Linked DNA regions of Macaca mulatta: region 1 is linked to region 2. Evidence: chromatin contacts called from public Hi-C data. All regions are on one chromosome and are shown on one strand. The core of a region is the stretch at or near the end of the contact, and the rest is flanking DNA. Distances in the headings are between cores, read along the strand shown. Region 1 holds the start of FTL (ferritin light chain). Region 2 holds the start of PPP1R15A (protein phosphatase 1 regulatory subunit 15A).

Evidence for each region. A called contact is a pair of places that touch in the nucleus more often than the background predicts.
Region 1: a contact with region 2 is called in a Hi-C map of blood, with 4 times the contacts expected there. The contact joins the promoter of FTL here to the promoter of PPP1R15A in region 2. A contact is called at or near these places in 4 of 14 Hi-C or Micro-C datasets (CD4 T cells, blood, fibroblasts and 1 more).

Annotation. Positions count from the first base shown.
Region 1 is chr19:61,419,778-61,425,184 of T2T-MMU8v2.0, forward strand. It overlaps FTL (ferritin light chain), which reads left to right and starts at 3,016. Exons shown (of 4, transcript NM_001261207.1): 1 at 3,016-3,318; 2 at 3,480-3,626; 3 at 3,996-4,121; 4 at 4,614-4,792. The coding sequence starts at 3,217. The coding sequence ends at 4,766.
Region 2 is chr19:61,328,766-61,334,120 of T2T-MMU8v2.0, forward strand. It overlaps PPP1R15A (protein phosphatase 1 regulatory subunit 15A), which reads left to right and starts at 1,476. Exons shown (of 4, transcript XM_077980596.1): 1 at 1,476-1,709; 2 at 2,281-3,579; 3 at 3,709-4,083; 4 at 5,066-5,355. The coding sequence starts at 2,290.

The DNA of each region.
Region 1 (5,407 bases), core at 1,766-4,265, 93 kb after region 2:
CCATCTCTGGGTCTCTGTCCCCACTTCTCTCTCTGGGTCTTTGCTTTCCAAGTCTCTGTTCCCACCCCACCTTTGGCCCTCTTTCTCTGGGCTCTTTCCACCCCCCATCCCCAGACCTCTGGCCTCCTCTCTCTGGGTCTCTGGCCCCCCTCTGAATCTCTGGCCCCCCATCTCTCTCTGTGTCTCTGTCCCCCCACCCTGAGTCTCTGTCCCCCTCCCTCTCTGGGTCTCTGTCCTCCTCTCTCTGGGTCTCTGTCCCCCTCTCTTGGGTCTCTGTACCTCCCCTCTCTCTGGGTCTCTTCTCCCCCGCCCTGTCTCTGTCCCCCCTCATCCCTGTCCCACCCTCTCTCTGGGTCTCTGTTTTTCCACCTAGTCCCTGTCCCCTTCTCTCTGAGTCCCTGTTTCCCCTCTCTCTGGGTCTCTGGCCCCACCTCTCTCTGGATCTCTGTCTGCCCCCCCTTCTCTCTGGATCTGTACCCCTGCTCTGGATTTCTACTCCCCCCGGGGTCCCTCTGGGCCTCTGTCCCCCCAACCCCCGGGTCTCTGTACCTCCCTGCCTCTGTTCCCCTCCCACCCCTGTCCTCCTCTCTCTGGGTTTCTGTCCCCCTCTCTCTCAGGGTCTCTGTCTCCCTCTTTCTGGGTCTCTGTCCCCCTCTCTGGCTCTCTGTCCCCCTCTCTCTCTGGCTCTCTGTCCCCCTCTCTCTCTGGCTCTCTGTCCCCCTCTCTCTAGGTTTCTGTCCCCCTCTCTCTCTGTCCCCCTCTCTCTCAGGGTTTTGTCTGAGTCGCTTTTTCTCTGGGCCTCTGTGTCCCCACCCCACGTTCTCTATGGTCTTCAGATCCTGTCTCTCTCAGCCCCTCCTCTACCTCCACCTATGGGCCCCAAGGCCCCTCTCGGGACTAAAGGTCTCTGGGCTGAGGTATGACATTTGGTAAATGAGTAACTCAGGTCCCACAGTCAACCGGGTGCTTTGGGCGGCTGTCCCTCCTCCATGGACTCTTCCCAAAGACCCCAAGTCAGGGGAGAGAGGAAATAGGATCAATGAGTGTACACTGAGCCACCACCCAGAGTGAGGGGACAATATGGCCACGGGCAGGATCCCAGGAAAAAAAGAAAAAAACATGGGAACCAAAACGACACGGAGACAAAGCACACAGCCGGCTTCCAACAAGGGGGGACCTGGGGGGAAGGGGCCCGATTTGGGTCTGAGCCAGGTCTAGTTCTGAGGGTCCCACCAAAAAAGTCGGGGAGTGCCAAGGGGATGAGGTCAGTGAGTGGCCCCACCCACATCCGTCCCCGCGGGGGGCCTCTTCCCGCGCTGAGCTCAGCATGACTCAGCAGTCGCTGCCTGCAACAAGGACCCCAGATACCGGCCTGGCGAGGCATCTGCAGATCCCCTCGGTCAGGGGCTGCCCTGCCTGGGCTGCTCGGAGCGGCTCCTCTGTAGGGCAGGGCCTGACCTCACACCCCACGCCCCAGTGGCTTCAGCTCCCTGCCCAGCGCACGGGCTACCTCCATCGGGGCACTTAAGCAGGGTCAAGGTTTGCGCCGACTCCGTCTCCCAGAAATCAACATGGACCAGGTCCGCTTAAAAAATACGCATTAGAGAGGCCGGGCGCGGTGGCTCAAGCCTGTAATCCCAGCACTTTGGGAGGCCGAGACGGGCGGATCACGAGGTCAGGAGATCGAGACCATCCTGGCAAACACGGTGAAACCCCGTCTCTACTAAAATACAAAAAAAAATTAGCCGGGCGAGGTGGCGGGCGCCTGTAGTCCCAGCTACTCGGGAGGCTGAGACAGGAGAATGGCGTGAACCTGGAAGGCGGGGCTTGCAGTGAGCTGAGATCCGGCCACTGCACTCCAGCCTGGGCAACAGAGCCAGACTCTGTCTCAAAAAAAAAAAAAAAAAAAATACGCATTAGTTGTAGACAGACGTCTCGTCCATAGGTCCCCAGACTGTGTGTCCACAACGCAGGGCTTCTCTTTGTGGGCCTGAAAGAGCACACGTCAGGCAAGACACGACGGCAACTGCGGAGACACTGTTTTCAGGGCCAAGGAGAATTCTCGGAGTCTGTGAGTTGCCTCCAAAACAGCCCCCAGGACACGCAGTCCCAGAGACACCGCAAAGCTCGAAACAGACATTTCATTCCTCCCCATTTCCACTCCCAGAAAACGACTGGGCCCTTAAAAGAGCTCCAAGGTATCCCCAAAGTCCCAGCCAGTCTTTGGAGGGTTTCCGAGGGCTGTCCAGGGTTCCAGAAGTCACCCTACCTCATACAATGCTCCTCCTGGGCTTCCCGCACTGGGGAACCCCACGGCTCCAGAACAACTGCCCTTTCCAACTTGCAGAGCACCTCAAGGACCTAAAGATCTCCCCGGGGAGGGCTCCAAAATATAGAGTTTGCATCGTGAACTCCCACCTCTGTAAAGCCCAGGACTCCAGTCCTCGCACCCCTCTGTCTCCCAGAGATCCCCAGGGGTCCAGAAATACCACCTCACTGCCTTCCAAGCTTCCCAAGGATCCGGAGACTCCTTATCTCGCAGCACAAACCTCAGGCAACTACAGGTCCTCCCCGCACCTCTGAGTTGCCCCTCCCCCACTCAAGGTTCCAGAAAAATCCATGCCCTCCGAAACCCCACAATCTGACTTACTTTCCCGAGGCACCCCCAGGACCCCAGGGTCATCAGTTCACAGGACTCTCAATGCTCCCATAAAACTATAGCCTCCCAGAGGAACCCCAGCCCCCACCCCCCCGCCCACGAAACCCTCCATTCCTCGAATCGGCCCCAGGGCCCCAACCCCCGCAAGCCCCCATTTCACAACACACTCGCGCTGCAGGCGCGTGACTTCCCCCTGCTTTGGGGCGGGGGCTGAGACTCCTGTGTGCTCCGGATTGGTCAGGCACGGCCTTCGGCCCCGCCTCCTGCCACCGCAGATTGGCCGATAGCCCGCTCCGAGCGCCCCGCCTCCGAGGGCCAGCGCACTATAAAAGAAGCCGCCCTAGCCACGTCCCCTCGCAGTTCGGCGGTCCCGCGGGTCTGTCTCTTGCTTCAACAGTGTTTGGACGGAACAGATCCGGGGACTCTTTCTTCCAGCCTCCGAGCGCCCTCCGATTTCCTCTCCACTTGCAACCTCCGGGACCATCTTCTCGGCCATCTCCTGCTTCTGGGACCTGCCAGCACCGTTTTTGTGGTTAGCTCCGTCTTGCCGACCAACCATGAGCTCCCAGATTCGTCAGAATTATTCCACCGACGTGGAGGCAGCCGTCAACAGCCTGGTCAATATGTACCTGCAGGCCTCCTACACCTACCTCTCTCTGGTGAGTCCCCAGGACGCCCCTGGCCCTAATTTCCCCCAGCTGCGCACGTTCGGCCCTCAGCGCAGGCGCCGGCCTTCTTTGTCCGGTCGAGTAAACAGAGGGCGGAGTCCCCCTTGGCCTCGCCTCCCGCTAAGCGTTGTTCCCTCCATCTCTTTCCTTAGGGCTTCTATTTCGACCGCGATGATGTGGCTCTGGAAGGCGTGAGCCACTTCTTCCGCGAATTGGCCGAGGAGAAGCGCGAGGGCTACGAGCGTCTCCTGAAGATGCAAAACCAGCGTGGCGGCCGCGCTCTTTTTCAGGACGTCAAGGTAACTAGTGTGTGGGTAGGGTAACGGACTACATCTCCCAGCAGGCCGTGCGCGCGAGGAGCCTTGATTTGAGGGCTTAGATGTCGCGTGGGCTTCGGGGAGATTGAGTTCGGTCTTGTGAGCCCTTTTACGGCTGGAAATAGAGGCGCACGTCGTGCAGTGCCCCCAGGACGCGGCAGTCCACACTGCTGCGTAGACTTAAGGACGTGTAGCTGTAAGAGCTAGGACGGGGTGCGGAGAGTGATAAATACAAGCTGTCACATGTCTTTGTGGCCTGGGCCTCTGACCCCCACCAATTCTTGGGAAATGTAGGTTTAGTTCCATGTGCCGAGTGTGTGTATTCTGAAGCCGTTTCTCCCTTCTGTATAGAAGCCAGCTGAAGATGAGTGGGGTAAAACCCCGGATGCCATGAAAGCCGCCATGGCCCTGGAGAAAAAACTGAATCAGGCCCTTTTGGATCTTCATGCCCTGGGTTCTGCCCACACGGATCCCCATGTACGTACCCCCTGCATCCATGGCTACCCAACCATACCCCTCAAGCCTTTGCTCTCTTTGGGCAAATTCCCTTCAGAGCCTCATTTAACACCTGTCATATTTTAATCTGCAACTGGCAGCTCTTTCTCCCTCTTTTCCAGGGATCGGGTTTCCTTTTTTTTTTTTTGAGACGGAGTCTCACTCTGTCGCCCAGGCTGGAGTGCAGTGGCCGGATCTCGACTCACTGCAAGCTCCGCCTCCCAGGTTCACGCCATTCTCCTGCCTCAGCCTCCCAAGTAGCTGGGACTACAGGCACCCGCCACCTCGCCCAGCTAGTTTTTTGTATTTTTTTTTTTTAAGTAGAGACGGGGTTTCACCATGTTAGCCAGGATGGTCTCGATCTCCTGACCTCGTGATCCGCCCGTCTCGGCCTCCCAAAGTGCTGGGATTACAGGCTTGAGCCACCGCGCCCGGCAGGGATCGGGTTTCTAATTTCTCCCTCTTCTCTCTCAGCTCTGTGACTTCCTGGAGACTCACTTCCTAGATGAGGAAGTGAAGCTCATCAAAAAGATGGGTGACCACCTGACCAACCTCAACAGGCTGGCCGGCCCGGAGGCTGGGCTGGGCGAGTATCTCTTCGAAAGGCTCACTCTCAAGCACGACTAAGAGCTTTCTGAGCCCAGCGACTTCTGAAGGGCCCCTTGCAAAATAATAGGGCTTCTGCCTAAGCCTCTCCCTCCAGCCACTAGGCAGCTTTCTTAACGACCCTAACAAGCCTTGGACCAAATGGAAATAAAGCTTTTTGATGCAGTTGGTGGTTTTGTGTGTGGTATGGAAGATGAGGTGGGATCTGTTCTCATAAAGCTTCTGGCTGGGTTGGGGATGCCAGTGAAAGAGGAGTTGGCCCCATCTCCCATTTTCTTATCTCTTCTAAGACAAGAAGCTATCTGGGTAGTGTTGAACTTGAGGGTTCTCTGCTTGCCTGGCTGTTAACTGTCCCTCCCAGATGGTAGAGATAGCCTCCAGGGAGTTGAATTAAGACCTAGGTTGGTACCTGGACACAGATCTGTTCGGTTTCAGCCAGAAACAGCACTATTTAATGAGTGATTATGAGGCCAGGTGGGCCGATCAGCTGATGTCAGGAGTTCGAGACCAGCCTGACCAACATGGAGAAACCCCGCCTCTACTAAAAATACAAAATTAGCTGGGTGTGGTGGTGCATGCCTGTAATCCCAGCTAGTCAGGAGGTTGAGGCAGGATAATCGCTGGAACCTGGGAGGCGGAGGTTGCGGTGAGCTGAGATCAAC
Region 2 (5,355 bases), core at 226-2,725:
CTGGAACCCGGGAGGTGGAGGCTGCAGTGAGCCGAGATGGCGCCACTGAACTCCAGCCTGGGCAACAAAGTGAGACTCTGTCTCAAAAAATAAATAAATAGGTCGGGTGCAGTGGCTCACGCCTATAATCCCAACACTTTGGGAGGCCAAGGTGGGTAGATTGCCTGAGCTCAGGAGTTCAAGACCAGCCTGGGCAACATGGCGAAACCCTGTCTGTATACAAAAAATTAGCCAGGTGTGGTAGTGCATGCCTGTAATCCCAGCTACTCAGAGGCTGAGGCGGGAGAATTGCTTGAACCCAGGAGATGGAGGCTGCAGTGAGCCGATCGCACCATTGCATTCCAGCCTCAGTGACAGGGCGAGACTCTGTCTCAAAAAAATAAATAAATAACAGGCCGGGCGAGGTGGCTCACGCCTGTAATCCCAGCACTTTGGGAGGCCGAGGCGGGCGGATCACAAGGTCAGGAGATTGAGACCATCCTGGCTAACACGGTGAAAACCTGCTTCTACTAAAAATACAAAAAGTTAGCCAGGCATGGTAGCAGGGGCCTGTAGTCCCAGCTACTCGGGAGGCTGAGGCAGGAGAATGCCATGAACCCGGGAGGCAGAGCTTGTAGTGAGCCAAGATCGGGCCACTGCACTCCAGCCTGGGTGACAGAGCGAGACTCCGTCTCAAAATAATAATAATAATAAAATAAATAAATACATAGGCCTGGGGCGGTAACTCACGCCTGTAATCCCAGCACTTTGGGAGGCCGAGGCAGGCAGAACACCTGAGGTAAGGAGTTCGAGACCAGCCTGGCAAACATGGTGAAATCCCGTCTCAGAAAAATACATAAATAAATAATAAATAAATAAATAAATAGGTCGGACGCGGTGACTCACGCCTGTAATCCCAGCACTTTGGGAGGCCAAGGCGGGCAGATCCCCTGAGGTCAGGAGTTCCAGACCAGCCTGACCAACATGGAGAAGCTACATCTCTGCTCAAAAAATACAAAATTAGCCGTGCGTGGTGGCACCTGCCTGTAATCCCAGCTACTCGGGATGCTGAGGCAGGAGATTGAACCCCGGAGGCGGAAGTTGCGGTGAGCCGAGATAGCGTCATTGCATTCCAGCCTGAGCAACAAGAGCAAAACTCGCCTCAAAATAACTAACGAACCTAAATAAATAAATAAGTAAATAAATACATAAATACACAAATAAATAAATTTGGGTGGGAAGGCATTGGCCCTCAGCTAAGAGAGAACCGGCTCGCTGCTGAAGCAGGACCACGCATTTGATTGACAGTTTGCTGGTTGGGGGGGCGTGGTCACGCTCGGAAACTCCGCCGAGACGTTACAAAGGCTGGAATCTCCGCGAGAAGTCCAGTCTTTCACTTCCCACCCTTCGGGCTGTGGTCTCGAAACCCCGCCTCTCCCCGTGACGTCAGCACGCCAGGCGCTGTAGAATATAAACGCGTCGTGGCCTACGCTTGCGCTCATCGTGTTGGTTCCTGTCCAAGTTGTTGATCGTATGCAAGACGCCGCAGGACCCCGCGCCCGCTTGTCGCCACTGCGCTTGAGGCAGCCGGAGATACTCTGAGTTCCCTGGAGCCCGACGCCTGAGGGTGAGATGAACGCGCTGGCCTTCCTAATCGTCAGGACCTGTGATCGCTTCTGGCAGACCGAGCCGGCGCTCCTGCCCCCGGGGTGACGCGCAGCCCCCCACCGGTGAGTAAGGGGTCGGAACGCCTGGGTCCCCACGGGGCTGGAGACCTGGATTTAGGAAGAAGAGATTGGGACCCTGGAGTCCGGAGCCTGAGGGAGGAGGGATCTGGAAGCCAGATTCTTGGGTCCCCGTGAAGGAATCATCTAGCAAGTGGGGGGTCGGGTCAGAATGTTTGAGTCTGCAAGGGAGGAGGGTGTGAGGGTTTGATCTTCAGCAGGATGAGAGAGCTAGGGAGGGACTATGACTTTGTCGCCAAGGGAAGCAAGCAAAAGACTTTTGTTCTTGGTTCTTGGGACTGGGACTTCTGCGTCTGAAGAAAGAGGGGGCTGGGGGCTTGGACCCTTGGATCTAAGGAAGAACTAGGGGCTCAGACTCCTGGCTATTGAGAGATGAGAGAGAACAGAGCCAAGAGGCAGAGATGGGCGTGGCTGAGATCAGAAAGGAATTTGGGACTCTTGCGTTGCTGTTGACAATAGTTGTGTTACTATTTCTGTTGCTATGACTCATAGTCATGCCCGGATGCCATCCCCTAAATGGCCCCTAAACTTTATTTTTTTCCTCCCCCTTTTCCAGCCCAGACACATGGCCCCAGGCCAAGCACCCCATCAGGCTACCCCATGGAGGGATGCCCACCCTTTCTTCCTCCTGTCCCCAGTGATGGGCCTCCTCAGCCGGGCCTGGAGCCGCCTGAGGGGCCTGGGACCTCCAGAGCCCTGGCTTGTGGAGGCAGTAAAAGGAGTAGCTCTGGTAGAAGCTGGCCTGGAGGGAGAAGCCAGGACTCCTCTGGCAACCCCCCATATCCCTTGCGGCAGATGCCTTGATGAGGAGGCTGAAGACCGTGCAGGCCCTGGAGAGAACAGAGAAACACTGGGCCTGAAAACCAGCAGTTCCCTTCCTGAAGCCTGGGGACTTTTGGATGATTATGATGACATATATAGTGAGCGAGAAGCAACCAGCGTCCCTAGAGGGCAGGGAAGTCAATTTGCAGATGGCCAGCCTGCTCCCCTGTCTCCCAGCCTTCTGATAAGGACGCTGCAAGGTTCTGATAAGAACCTAGGGGAGGAGAAAGCTGAGGAAGAGGGAGTTGCTGAAGAGGAGGGAGTTAACAAGTTCTCTTATCCTCTGTCACACCGGGAGTGTTGTCCAGCAGTGGAGGAAGAGGTCGATGAAGAAGCTGTAAAGAAAGAAACTCGCAGAACCTCTACTTCTGCCTTGTCTCCAGGATCCAAGCCCAGCACTTGGGTGTCTTGCCCAGGGGAGGAAGAGAATCAAGCCACGGAGGACGAAAGAAGAATAGAAAAAAGTAAAGGAGCCAGGAAGACCTCCGTGTCCCCCCCATCTTCAGGCTCCAACCCCAGGGCCTGGGAGTATCGTTCAGGAGAGGCGTCTGAGGAGAAGGAAGAAAAGGCACACGAAGAAGCTGGGAAAGGAGAAGCTGCCCCAGGGCCACACTCCTCAGCCCCAGCCCAAAGGCCCCAGCTCAAGTCCTGGTGGTGCCAACCCAGTGATGAAGAGGAGGGTGAGGTCAAGATTTTGGGGGCAGCTGAGAAGGATGGAGAAGCTGAGTGTCCTCCCTGCATCCCCCCCTCAAGTGCCTTCCTGAAGGCCTGGGTGTATTGGCCTGGAGAGGACACGGAGGAAGAGGAAGATGGGGAAGATGAGGACAGTGACTCTGGATCAGATGAGGAAGAGGGAGAAGCTGAGGCTTCCTCTTCCACTCCTGCTACAGGTGTCTTCTTGAAGTCCTGGGTGTATCGACCAGGAGAGGACACGGAGGAGGAGGAAGATGAGGACAGTGATACAGGATCAGCTGAGGATGAAAGAGAAGCTGAGATTTCCACTTCCACACCCCCTGCAAGTGCTTTCTTGAAGGCCTGGGTGTATCGGCCAGGAGAGGACACGGAGGAGGAGGAAGATGAGGACAGTGATACAGGATCAGCTGAGGATGAAAGAGAAGCTGAAATTTCCACTTCCACACCCCCTCCAAGTGCTTTCTTGAAGTCCTGGGTGTATCGGCCAGGAGAGGACACGGAGGAGGAGGAAGATGAGGATGCGGATAGTGAGGGTAAGGAAGATGATTCAGAAGCAGCCATGGGAGAAGCTGAGTCAGACCCACATCCCTCCCACCCGGCCCAGAGTGCCCACTTCAGGGGCTGGGTATACCGACCTGGAAAGGAGACAGAGGAAGAGGAAGCTGCTGAGGACTGGGGAGAAGCTGAGCCCTGCCCCTTCCGAGTGGCCATCTATGTACCTGGAGAGAAGCCACCACCTCCCTGGACTCCTCCTAGACTGCCCCTCCGACTGCAGAGGCGGCTCAAGCGCCCAGAAACCCCTACCCATGATCTGGACCCCAAGATTCCCCTAAAGGCCAGAAAGGTGGGTGCTGAGAGCCCAGATTCTTTTTTTTTGAGACGGAGTCTCGCTGTGTCGCCCAGGCTGGCGTGCAGTGGCGCCATCACGGCTCACTGCAAGCTCCGCCTCCCGGGTTTACGCCATTCTCATGCCTCAGCCTCCCGAGTAGCTGGGACTACAGGCGCCCGCCACCTTGCCCGGCTAATTTTTGTATTTTTAGTAGAGAAGGGGTTTCACCGTGTTAGCCAAGATGGTCTCGATCTCCTGACCTCATGATCCTCCCACCTCGGCCTCCCAAAATGCTGGGATTACAGGCATGAGCCGCCGTGCCCGGCCTTTTTTTTTTTTTTTTAAAATTGAGTCTTGCACTGTCACCTAGGCTGGAGTGCAGTGGCGCGATCTTGGCTCACTGCCAACCTCTGCAGCCCGAGTTCAAGCAATTCTCGTGCCTCAGCCTCTGGAGTATCTGGGATAACAGGCACACGACACCACACCCAGCTAATTTTTTTGTATTTTTAGTAGAGATGGGGGTTTCACCATGTTGGCCAGGCTGGTCTTGAACTCCTGACCTCACGTGATCTGCCCATCTCAGCCTCCCCAAGTGCTGGGATTACAGGCATGAGCTACCACGTCTGGCCGAGAGCCCAGATTCTTGAGTCTGGGAGAGGAAGGGGCTGGAGGCTGAGACTCCAGGTCCCTGTATGTTGCAGAGGATTGCGTGTCATTTCTATGGGGAGGGCTGTGTACACTGTCACGCAATCTCTTGTAAGAGGCCAGGCCCCTGGGGGAGGAGGGAGCAGCTGTGGCTCACAGCAACCCCAGGAAACCATCTCTGCCTTCAGTGAGTCAGATGGAAAATCCCATGACAGTGACAGGCAAGTGACTAGCCAGATAGAAAGCATTTTTGTGTAATAACTAATTTTTGTTTGCTTCTCTCTCTCTCTTCCCCATCCGGATTCCCGTGGCTGTGTCCCTCTCCTGCCTGTGTCCCGGTGTCTGCCCCCAGGTGCACTTCTCCGAGAAGGTCACTGTCCATTTTCTGGCTGTCTGGGCAGGGCCGGCCCAGGCCGCCCGCCAGGGCCCCTGGGAGCAGCTTGCTCGGGATCGGAGCCGCTTTGCACGCCGTATCGCCCTGGCCCAGGAGGAGCTGAGCCCCTGCCTCACCCCTGCTGCCCGGGCCAGAGCCTGGGCACGCCTCAGGAACCCACCTTTAGCCCCCATCCCTGCCCTCACCCAGACCTTGCCTTCCTCCTCTGTCCCTTTGTCCCCAGTCCAGGCCACGCCCTTGAGCCAAGC